2 separate regions of the Zea mays genome follow, and region 1 is linked to region 2. Evidence: chromatin contacts called from public Hi-C data. All regions are on one chromosome and are shown on one strand. Each heading gives the region's core, a stretch centred on a gene start, on an enhancer-like site or on the middle of the called end of the contact. The rest is flanking DNA. Distances are from core to core; before and after follow the strand shown. Region 1 overlaps LOC103629877 (epidermal growth factor receptor substrate 15). Region 2 overlaps LOC103625689 (choline/ethanolaminephosphotransferase 1).

Region 1 (4,950 bases), core at 1,774-4,273, 410 kb before region 2:
GGGTTTTTTTTCTCTCTCAGTTTCTTCTGTTTCTGCAAAAAGTTCTGAGCTCTGTACATACATTTTGGCTAAGTCAACCTAGTTATGAGGATATTGTGAGCAATTAAGTCGGTTCAGCGAGAAGCTAGGGATCAGTTTGTTCGTTGTTTTAACAAACCGTGAGGGTTGCCCTCCATAGGGGTGGTCATTCTAAGGCTGAAACTTGAACCCGAACTAAACTCGAATAGACCGAATTGTCGGTCTATTTGGGTTTTTTGGTTCAGGTTCGATTCTTATATGTGCTATATTTTGGGGTATGGGTTCTGTTGGGGGTCTGCTGCTCTGCTTCGTCGTCGAAGGTTCTTTAAAAAGAAATACCTTCGAAAGATCAGCGTATAATCAAGCACAATGTGAAGGTATACACGAAGCTGCTGTCTTCGAAAGATCAGTGTATAATCAAGCACGGTGCGAAGGTATACACGAAGCTGCTGTCTGAGGAGCTTCGGCATAATGATAGCTTGAGATGAAGGGCTGCACCGACTTAAAAAAGAAAAGACCGATCAGTCCATGATAATTTGTGTTAATTGTAACTAGTTATCAAGGTCATAAATGTAATTTTGACCGGGCTGCGTCCCGTGCCTATAAATAGGTGAACAGTACTCCCGTACTGTTCACGCTGACTGGTACTCACTCTTGCGTCACGCTTGGACTTTTGCTCTTTATCAAGCCGAAGGTACAAATGTAATTCAATATTATTTCTATTTATCCATTGTAATATAATAAAAATATATTAATAATGTCATGATTATTCATGTTGTCTCTTATATTTCATATGCTTCTTTCATTAACATATACTGTGACGATGAAGGTACATCCTTCACGACCTTTGTCTGAAGATCATTATATCCTAAGGGAGATAATACTTCGAAGGACGAAGGGTATTAACCTTTAACATCTTGTGTTGCCTTATTCTTAATTCATAGCATTGGAGAACAAGTCCCTAACATTGGCGTCTACCTCCGGTGAACTCACTTCCACTTTTGAGCTGATGGCTTCGTTCAACAACCAAGTCGTAGCACCTTCGGCTACGAAGCTGGTGCTCCCGATAATAGGCGGTTCAAGTTCAGAGCCGGCTAGCAAGAAACAGAAGAAAGAAACGCAGAGAAGGGTGCAACATTGTCACACCCGCTTTAAGGAACAAAGCCAGGTGCATCTCATACATGCGCTAAGAAGACAACATATATAATAACAGAGTGTATAGAGATAAATGTCATAATAATCAGAGTATTTATTACATAGCGGAAGTCTTATTACAAAATAAAATAATAAATATAAATTGAACTAAGGATCGTCGTTGGCGCCAATGTCAACCGAGAAACGCCACCTAGATCAGATCAAACTTCTCGCCTTGTGGCTCCTCCTGAATCACCTGCTCTTCTCCTATGAGGAGGGGGTGTGAGATAGCAAAGGTAAGCTCACACATGATCATAGCTCAACAAGTTGTGGGGAACCAGTGGACATAAACTCATAAAGGTGGGAGTTCATGTGATGTGTAAGACTAATCAATGACAGGGGTTAAAGCTGAGCATTGCTTTTAAGTAGTTGGTCAAAATTTTATTAGCAGTTACTAAGTGTAAGTGAATACCAAACCTTAAATAAAGTAATAGAACAAAATTAATAATAAACCATGCAATGCCAATGATAAATTGAATTTAAGTTCCATAATTTAATCATCAGAGAGTCCTGAGCTGCTCATGACTGTGAGCTCGGTTAGTATAGTTTTACACTCTGCAGAGGTTGTACCTTTTACCCACAAGTCATGTTACCCATCTGCCAAGGGATCGCGACTCCCATACACCTCTACCTAGGAGGCGAGGCAGGGCAACATTACGAGACCTTTACAAAGTTCTACTAGCTTCCGAAAACCCGCTACAGTTTATGGGAAGAGCACTTGCAAGAATCCCCCGTCTGACCGCCATCGCAGCTAAATCAAATCGAGAACCTCCTTGCATGCAACTCCCCTACTGCCCTTGCCCCTTTCAAGTAAGGTAGTCTTCCACTAGCTTTCCTAATTAGTCAGCCAAGGGGTCCCATTCCTCCCTTGTGGTGGCACGTGTTTCTCAAGTTAAGCTCTATGTTCCAATTAACATTAATGATCTTGACATGAACATAAATAAAATAACAAAAGAATTGGAACATAGATATAATAAGTGATTATCCCAAAACCATGTAAAGCAATAGCAAACTACCCAAGTGATTCAGGGGTAAACAAGGTAATGAGATAAACAATCTAGGGCGACCTATTGGGTCCCATCAAAATTAAACTATGCATGGATAAATGATATTAAAGAACATTATTGGGTAAAAAGTGGTCAAGGGAACAACTTGCCTTCAATGAGCTCCTGCTCAACTACTTCTATCTGCTGCTCACCAGGATCCTCAGTCACAGGCTCCTCTACTCGCCACAACACAAACAAGCATAGTATACAGAGAAAATTAACATCACACCAAACACGTAAACAAAATACACAGTAATAATCTACATATTAAAATAAAATCCTAGGAATAGGAATCATAATTTTTGGAGTTATAGATTTTAAGATATGAATTTTCCAAGTTTTATGTGCTTAAAATAGGATTAAATGAGAGATTATTTTTCTTACTGTTTTCATGACAAAAGAGAGGCTCTAAGTGATAGACAATAATATTACAAAATTTTAGAAACTGGAATGGATCAATTTGGACTTAATATGAATTTTCTATGAATTAAACAAGTTCTAGGAATTGTTTTTATATTAAAAATTCATTTTCTAAATGATTTTTGTCGGTTTTAACTGCGCATCAATTTCCGAAGAGTTCAGGGGCTGCTGTATAAAATTCCTAAGACTCAGAACTATCCCGCAGAGGACTGTGGGTTGGTTATTAAAAAGACCAGGGTCTCTTTAGTAAAATTCCAGAGCCGAACGGATATCATCTAATAGCATCCGTAGGATATAGATCTCGCGGCTCGGATTAAAATCATCCCGACACCAAACGGTTGTTACCTTCGGAGCCGTTGGATCCTCAATCCAACGTCGTGCACACGCCATGCCCCGCCCCGATCTACGGCTCACACCCATCGTCTTCCTCAGACAACAGTGAAGACGCCATGTTGGCCGCTACGACGGAGCAGCCACCAGACCAGCCATCGATGTGGAGCTTGGCTCACTTTTTTTCTCTCGGAAGGTAATATCCAAAGCGGAGAAAAGAAAAAAATAAGGGAAATGCCTGGCTGGAGGTTACCAGGATCCGTGTCGTCGTAGTCCTCAACCACGACACTCTAGGGACCCGCAGAGGTGCACGACTTTGGGGATGGAGCAATTTCCTTCGCTGATCTACTGACGCCGGTGGCCACCAGACACAGCACCAGAGGACCCCACGACTTCTGTCTTGGTTTGGCCTCAAACGCCCTCTCCCAAACACGATTTCTCACGACCAGCTCGATTTGGCAATGGCAGCAGTAGGGTGCGTTAGGGGACTAGAGGAGAGAGAAGGCGAGACAATTTATAGGCGACGACCAGATGGCGCCCAGCCGGAGTAGCTAAGAAGTAGGGCACGACGGTTACAGCCCAGGCACGATCGGCGCACAATCGCATTCTACGGCGAGGACGCAATTCTGTTTTGAGCTTTGGCAAGAAAAAAACTACTGGGAACCGGCCCCCACGGTCAGCGAGTGGAACAATACTGCAGGTGATGTCATTCCTAGCATCAGCGTGACATCATCCCGGCTAGAAATCATAAACAAATCTCACTATTCTGGCCACATCGTGCGTCGCAGGTGGAGTTTGTGGGCAGATTTCAGCAAGGGGAAGAATGGTTTTGGGCCAGCACCATGGGGGTTTAGGCCCATACGGCTTGCATTTTTCTTCTTTTTATTTTTTCTGTTTCCTATTTTATGTATTTATCATTTCTTTCCCATGTTTCAATTTTAATTTAAGTATCGTTTGACCACTAAATTAGGCGTGCAATCAAAGAATATCAGCATGAGAGGCATTTTTTCTGTATTTATTTATTTGTTATCTGACTAATTTATTTTCATTAATCGAATATGCAAAAATAAAAGGAAATAAATTAATCTCCAAAGGTTCTATAATTCTGAAACATCAACATATAAATATATATTTTTTCTCTTATACATTTTTTTGGGCTTTACAAACATGTTGGGGTGCACGGACCCTTCATCAAGTCCAAATGGTCTCACATCCCAATCACCTTCTCCTAGGAGGACCTTCAGCTTAAGGATTACCCTCACAATGATGCTATGATCATATCTTGTGTCATCAAGGGATTTCTGGTCCATAATGTTCTAGTTGACACAGACAGTGCAACCGATATCATATTTGCTAAGGACTTCAGACAGATGCAAGAGCCAGAAGACAAGATTCATGATGTTATACACCCTCTTTGTGGCTTCGGAGGAAGGCAGATTGTCGCACTTGGTAAAATCACAATGTCAGTTACCTTCGGCTATGTCCACAACACAAGGACTGAACAGGTTATCTTTAACATTGTTGACATGGAATACCCCTACAATGCAATCATTGATCGAGGGACACTTAATGCATTCGAAGCAATACTTCATCCAGCATATTTATGCATGAAGATACCTTCGGAACAAGGGCCTATTGCTGTCCATGGAAGTCAAGAAGCTGCCAGAAGGGTCGAAGGGAATTGGACAGATTCAAAGGCAATCCATAACATAGATGGAGCTAAAGCCTGTCAGCAGTATAAATACAAAAGAGAGAAGACTGCTTCAGTGGATCAACCGAAGCATATGCTTTTATGTCAAGACATAACAGAACAAAGGGTACTGCTGGGGTCTCAATTATCTGATGAGCAAGAGAAGACTTTGCTAAGATTTCTATTCAACAACAAAGATGTCTTTGCTTGGTCAGCCAATGATCTCTGTGGTGTCAACAGAGATGTTATTGA
Region 2 (5,418 bases), core at 2,654-5,153:
TTTTATTTGTCAAGTTTTAGTTCAAATATGAACTAGCGGGTGACAAATATTCGAGAACGGAGGTAGTGTTACATAACCATCTTGTGTTTGGGAGCCTCAGGTTATGCACTGTTATTTTATATTATCTATTCAAGTCGCTGTTTATCTCCGCAGATACCATGTGCTATTAATATACGTTTTCTTATGTTTTTTATACTTGGCTGCAGATCCTTCCTTTTATTGTACTGTTAGCTGGAGTTGCTATCTGGTATGCCAACTGAAAATTGTATCATCGTTTATTGTATAGGATACAGCTTCAGAAATCTAGATGGTACACTTAGGTCCCTGTTATTTGTTATGCAGGTGCTATCTTTCTCCTTCAAGTATAATGAGGAACCAGCCACATTTGCTCGTGATTGGAACTGGCTTTAATTTTGGATATTTGGTGGTAAGTTTCGTTGCTGTTGTTTTTTGTTCTCAGATTATTTAGCTAATTGTAGCTGCTCAATGCAACAGGATTTTTTTATGTACAACAACACTGGCAAGAACGAATCCTTTTAGTCCCAAACAAGATACAGTAGGGAGTAGGCCAGTATCAATAGTAAACAGAGTTTTATATCTAATCTTAGGTTTGAAATTTTAATTTGCTGAAGTTCCTTTTGATTTAATTTTGTAAGGCTGGTATAATTGAAAATAGCAGCTTGAGCTAGAAAGCGGAGGCTGCAAGCCTCCTCACACATTACTGTAGCACCAGCAGAGCGAGCTGCAGCAGCAGCCGTGGTATAATATTAGTGTCCTTAGTACTTGATAGTTCCATGCTGCCATTAGACATAGATATGGAATGCATGAGTCAAGCAATGCACCTGTTTTCTCATATGAATAACAGATTAGACTGGACTTAATTTCAACTGTTGCATGATGTTCTTTGGTAATGTGTGGTTTTCTGAAGGGACAAACTCAGTGTAATACTAACGCACTATCACAGTATCACTCTTTTTGTTTATATTTATAACTACTGCTTATAATGTAAATAATCATCTATGAACAGGGAAGAATGATACTTGCTCATTTGTGTGATGAACCCAAAGGTCTAAAATCTGGGATGTTCATGGTATGACTTTGAAGTGTCCTGTATTCTCATCTTTAGATGCCAAGTGTAGGCTACTATTAAAGCGCTGACAAAAAAAACTCTTATTTCAGTCTCTGGTGTTTCTTTGTTTTCCAATTGCAAATGCTCTCATTGCAAAGATCAACGATGGGTAAGCCCCTATATGTGTGTTTATTCCACCTAGTACCGGTAACATCTGAAAGACGGATCTTTTAATGTTTATGCTTAGTTGCTTACACTAAATGACTCAATCTTCTTGCCGACAGGAGTCCTTTAGTTGATGAGCTTGTTCTGCTGCTGCTTTATTGTGCATATACAGGTGAACCTGAGCATTTTCATTTTCATACTTGTGTCTTAAATTTTACATACAAAATTTAAGGATCAGATCATATTAGAATCAGACTCTATTTCTATTTAATTTGTGAACCAAAATTAATTAATGGCTCAAACGAATCATGAAGAAACATTTGGATCGCGATTCATTACCACCTCTAGTCATATGACCATTTATATGGAACTAACATTCAGTTTGTCCATTATATTCAACAGTATCATGACTTGCGGGCTCTTCCTAAAGAGCCCGTGTAGATTTATAAAGTGCTATTTCGGATAGTATATTCTCTAAAGTCTTCATTTCCTATGGATCACTGCGTCATAAAACTGTAGTTCTTTTTCTTGTATCACTGTTATGCCGGGTATGATCAGGGAGACCAACATCTGCGCATGTTGTATTCTCATATTCATAGTATGTACAACTAAACTATGCATATAAAAAATCTGCAGTGTGTTATGTGTCTGTCTTCTGGGATTACGGTACCCCCTTTCTATGTCGATGTTTCTGCTTGGTTATCTGGTCACACTCAGCATTTACATAGCACTGTTCCATTTTTCTTGTGACAGTGGGTCTCTACCTGCACCTCGCTGTGTCGGTTGTGCATGAAATCAAGGATGCCCTTGGAATCTATTGCTTCAGGTGTGGAAACTGGAAACCTCCGTGTGCTCTTACTGCTCAGAAACCACCCTCCCATGTTTTTAACCTCTCTTCCGCTGCTGCTGGTATTGCATACAGGATAACTAGAAAGGAGGCTTGAACTTTGTAGTGAAGATATATTATTATTACTTCACAAGTGCTAGCGAGGAGCAACACAGTTCGTCACCGTGCACGCTGGGAGTGTGTGTGCCCCTCTGAAATGCCACAGCCATCTGTTTGTTGAGCAGAGGGATCTAGGGATTGTATTGCGCAGTTATCTTGGTCATATAACAATATAGCAGTGTGATGTACACTGTAGTAGGGTCGTTAGAAGATATACTGTGAAAAACTTGCTTGGAGAAAGTGATCGTAGCATGTGATTATCTTGGTTATTGTCTACACCCTCCGTTTTTTTTTAAAAAAAAAATATGTATTATATTTCGCTATAAATCTAGATAAACATCTATTTAGACTCGTAGCGGAAACGACTCTTTTTTTTGTGTGTGATGGGCACTCTTTTGGGGACGGAGATCTGACTGTTTATGCGTTTCTGCCATGACAGGGATTTTTGGCCAAGCCTGAGCCTGACGGCTGAACGCGTCGGCCGGCCCCTGCCTTCTGATAGCTCGATAGCAGTCGACGGCCTCTTCTCCGTCTCGTGGGGCGTTTGCGTCGAGGAAGAAACAACAATGCAGCCTTTAAGCCTTCAATTCTCAGGCCCAGTTTGCTGCTTTGCATGCTTGTTCGTCTCTCAGGCTCTTCACGGTCACGGCGCAGCGACCTGGCATGTTAAAAAAAATGGGCCGATATATATATCATGTGCAGGTTTTCTTTACCACAAAACTTTTGCCTAGCGCTTTTTTAGCACCGATCTCCTTGCGTTCGGATTGTGGATGGAAAATGGCGATGATCAGCCACGAGAAAAGACGGTGATCAATTGATCATGACAAAGAGCGACGTTGGCGGCTTCTCCCGGAGCTGCAATGGTACAGGCCGTGGCCGTGGCCGTGCCTACCGGGAGGAGGACACCGGCCAGTCGGCCACCGCAGTACCGCACCCTTTACATGAGAAGACGATGACGAGAGCGAGAGTACGCACACGGCGCCGGCCAGCATTGCCAGCCAGGTGCCAGCCGAAACAGCGACGGCTTGGTGGCTTCTGATGGGAGAGAAAAAAAAGGACAGGCAATCGATGGCAGCGTATCCGCGGCAGCAATGATGCGGCGCTTTCTGGATGGGTGGCAGAACCGCAGAAGGCCGGCGGTGGATCAGGGAGTCCCCCGATGAGGTTACTAGCGGGGAATGTGGAGTGGAGTGTGGACGACAGGTGCTGTCGTGCCATTGGAATTCACAGTGCTAGTTTCGCGTCCCTTCCTGCGTAACCGCGATCGGCTTTGTTCGTACGCGCTGATCATTTGGCACTCGCCAGCGTGACATGTTGTTCAGTTTATGCTAACAACTTCCGATGCTTTATTTAGGATCCAGGTACGATTTCGAGCTTCATGGCCGACGTCAGTACGGCTTCTGCTGTGTCGCCGCTCGAGAACCGGCGGGCGGGCCCGAGCAGGTGCGCACGGCGTCGGTGCGAGCGCGAGCGACACAGGCCGCTCCAAGTCACCGTGTCGCCCGCGCCGCGCGAGCTATCGGATCGGATCCGTGGCTGGCGAGAGCGTACGGCCGTCGGCTCGGCTGGGCTCTCGTGTCTTTCTTTTCTTTTTTTTTTTGCCGACGGGGAGGGGACGGGCCAAAAAAAGATGCGAGAGCGACGGGTGAGGGACGGATGCGCAGCGCAGTGCTTTGCGTGTGCCCGCCCACCGACGCGCGGGACCCGCGGGCTCCACCGGGCTTTTGGCGCCCGCCCGACGTCTTGTCGCCCCCTCTCGCTCTCGCTCTCGCTGCGGCGGGACGGGGGAGACGTTGACAAACAGGGCTACAGGTACAGGAGACGGCGGCACGGCACGTCTTTCTACGGGGTTTGTTGCTGCTATAGCCTGGCCTGCTACACGTTAGTTACTACTACCACAACCACCGCCGATGCGGCGCTACAGTTTGCAGCTACCTGTAAAAATGTACTGCTTGCTGGGAAAAAAAAACGTGCCCGGAACGGACCTGTGGCACGTGAGGCTCGACGGCCCCTGTGCGTGCATCACTGCAGGTCTCGATCGGCTGGCACGGAGCTGCTACTTCCTTGGTGGTGGTGGTGGACGTGGTGGCATGCCGCACTGGTGCACCTCGCATGTGTGCAGTACAGTGCGAGTGCGAGACCCACACCCACCCCTGTGGTTCGGTTCCGAGCCGGAGCCGCCCCGCCCGTGCCGCGGCACATTAGGGACGCGACGGGGGGAAGCGCGCGCGGCGAGGGCCGGCACGGCCGCATGGCCGCGGAGCAAATGCGCCTGCCTTGCCCGGCTCGATCCATCAGCGCATGCAGGCCGTCACCCCAGCGCCATACCACTCGACATCGATGGATGGTGCGGTGCCAGACGCACGCCACAACAGTTCGGTCCACTGTACCAGTGCGTCGCTAGCTACAAGCTCGGAAGCTCCGGTATTGTTGTGTGCCCCCTTTTTTTTGCACGAGCTCAGACAGTTTTCGTACGTGATGCGACGTACGGGCGGGCAAACAGCAGCATCCGGACACGCTGCATCTCGAGGAACCGGTCAGTCGAGAGCTGGGCTAGCTGCTCCTCCCTCTCCTGTCCTGCTGCGAATCTGCGAGAAGCGCAGGCAAAGCATGGCTGGGCCGGGTGAGTTGACCTGTCCCTGGTTCCCTGCTCATGCATGCATTCCCTCCCTGACAGTGCCATGCACTGCAAGTACCAAGGCGACGAACTGGAGTGCAAATGGATGGACAGCTGCGAGAAGATCAGGCCATCCACCCACCCCATCCGGAGACCGGAGGTGCGTGCTGTGCTGTGCTGCATCTGCATGACTGCATGCATGCAAGCAACATTTGCACAACGCAATGCAATGCAACGCGGCCATGGCTGGGCTGGGCTGCCTCGCGTGCGAATGAATGCAAGATGCCTTTGGTGCGTGCTGTGCGTGCCCAAGTCCAAGTGCCGTGATGCGAGAGTGACTGACGGTACAAGTCGTCCCAGCCAGCCAGCGTCAGGAAGTGACCCTTTCGATTGCGACGATATATATAGTAACCTCTTTTTTAAAAATAAACGAATCTAGAATTTAACCGTAGACCGTAGTGCAGTTTCACCGATGCATTTGGAATGTTCAGCAGTTTTATAATCTATTAAATACTACCTCTCGAATATTTGTCGTTCATTTTTTAACCGTTGAGTGGAGAACTCAACAGTTTCACCTGTGCAAGATCCCTCTACCTTCGTTCTCTATGCCATTATGAAAAA

Evidence for each region. Hi-C and Micro-C count contacts between places; a contact is called where the count stands out from the background.
Region 1: a contact with region 2 is called in a Hi-C map of tassel, with 2.3 times the contacts expected there. The contact joins two enhancer-like sites. A contact is called at or near these places in 2 of 25 Hi-C or Micro-C datasets (ear and tassel).

The regions. Positions count from the first base shown.
Region 1 is chr6:120,288,419-120,293,368 of Zm-B73-REFERENCE-NAM-5.0, reverse strand. It overlaps LOC103629877 (epidermal growth factor receptor substrate 15), which reads left to right. Exons shown (of 13, transcript XM_008650981.4): 13 at 1-107. Among protein-coding and RNA genes, the nearest start is that of LOC103629877, 11 kb to the left of the region's middle. Within about 2 kb of position 3,023, at least 14 of the 20 cell types and tissues checked have an H3K27ac peak or open chromatin away from gene starts, as enhancers often do. A contact at or near this core is called in ear and tassel, where this site is marked.
Region 2 is chr6:119,874,901-119,880,318 of Zm-B73-REFERENCE-NAM-5.0, reverse strand. It overlaps LOC103625689 (choline/ethanolaminephosphotransferase 1), which reads left to right. Exons shown (of 18, transcript XM_008650977.3): 12 at 207-247; 13 at 343-427; 14 at 1,028-1,090; 15 at 1,180-1,238; 16 at 1,354-1,406; 17 at 1,988-2,060; 18 at 2,157-2,535. The coding sequence ends at 2,178. Among protein-coding and RNA genes, the nearest start is that of LOC103625689, 8.8 kb to the left of the region's middle. Within about 2 kb of position 3,903, at least 19 of the 20 cell types and tissues checked have an H3K27ac peak or open chromatin away from gene starts, as enhancers often do. A contact at or near this core is called in ear and tassel, where this site is marked.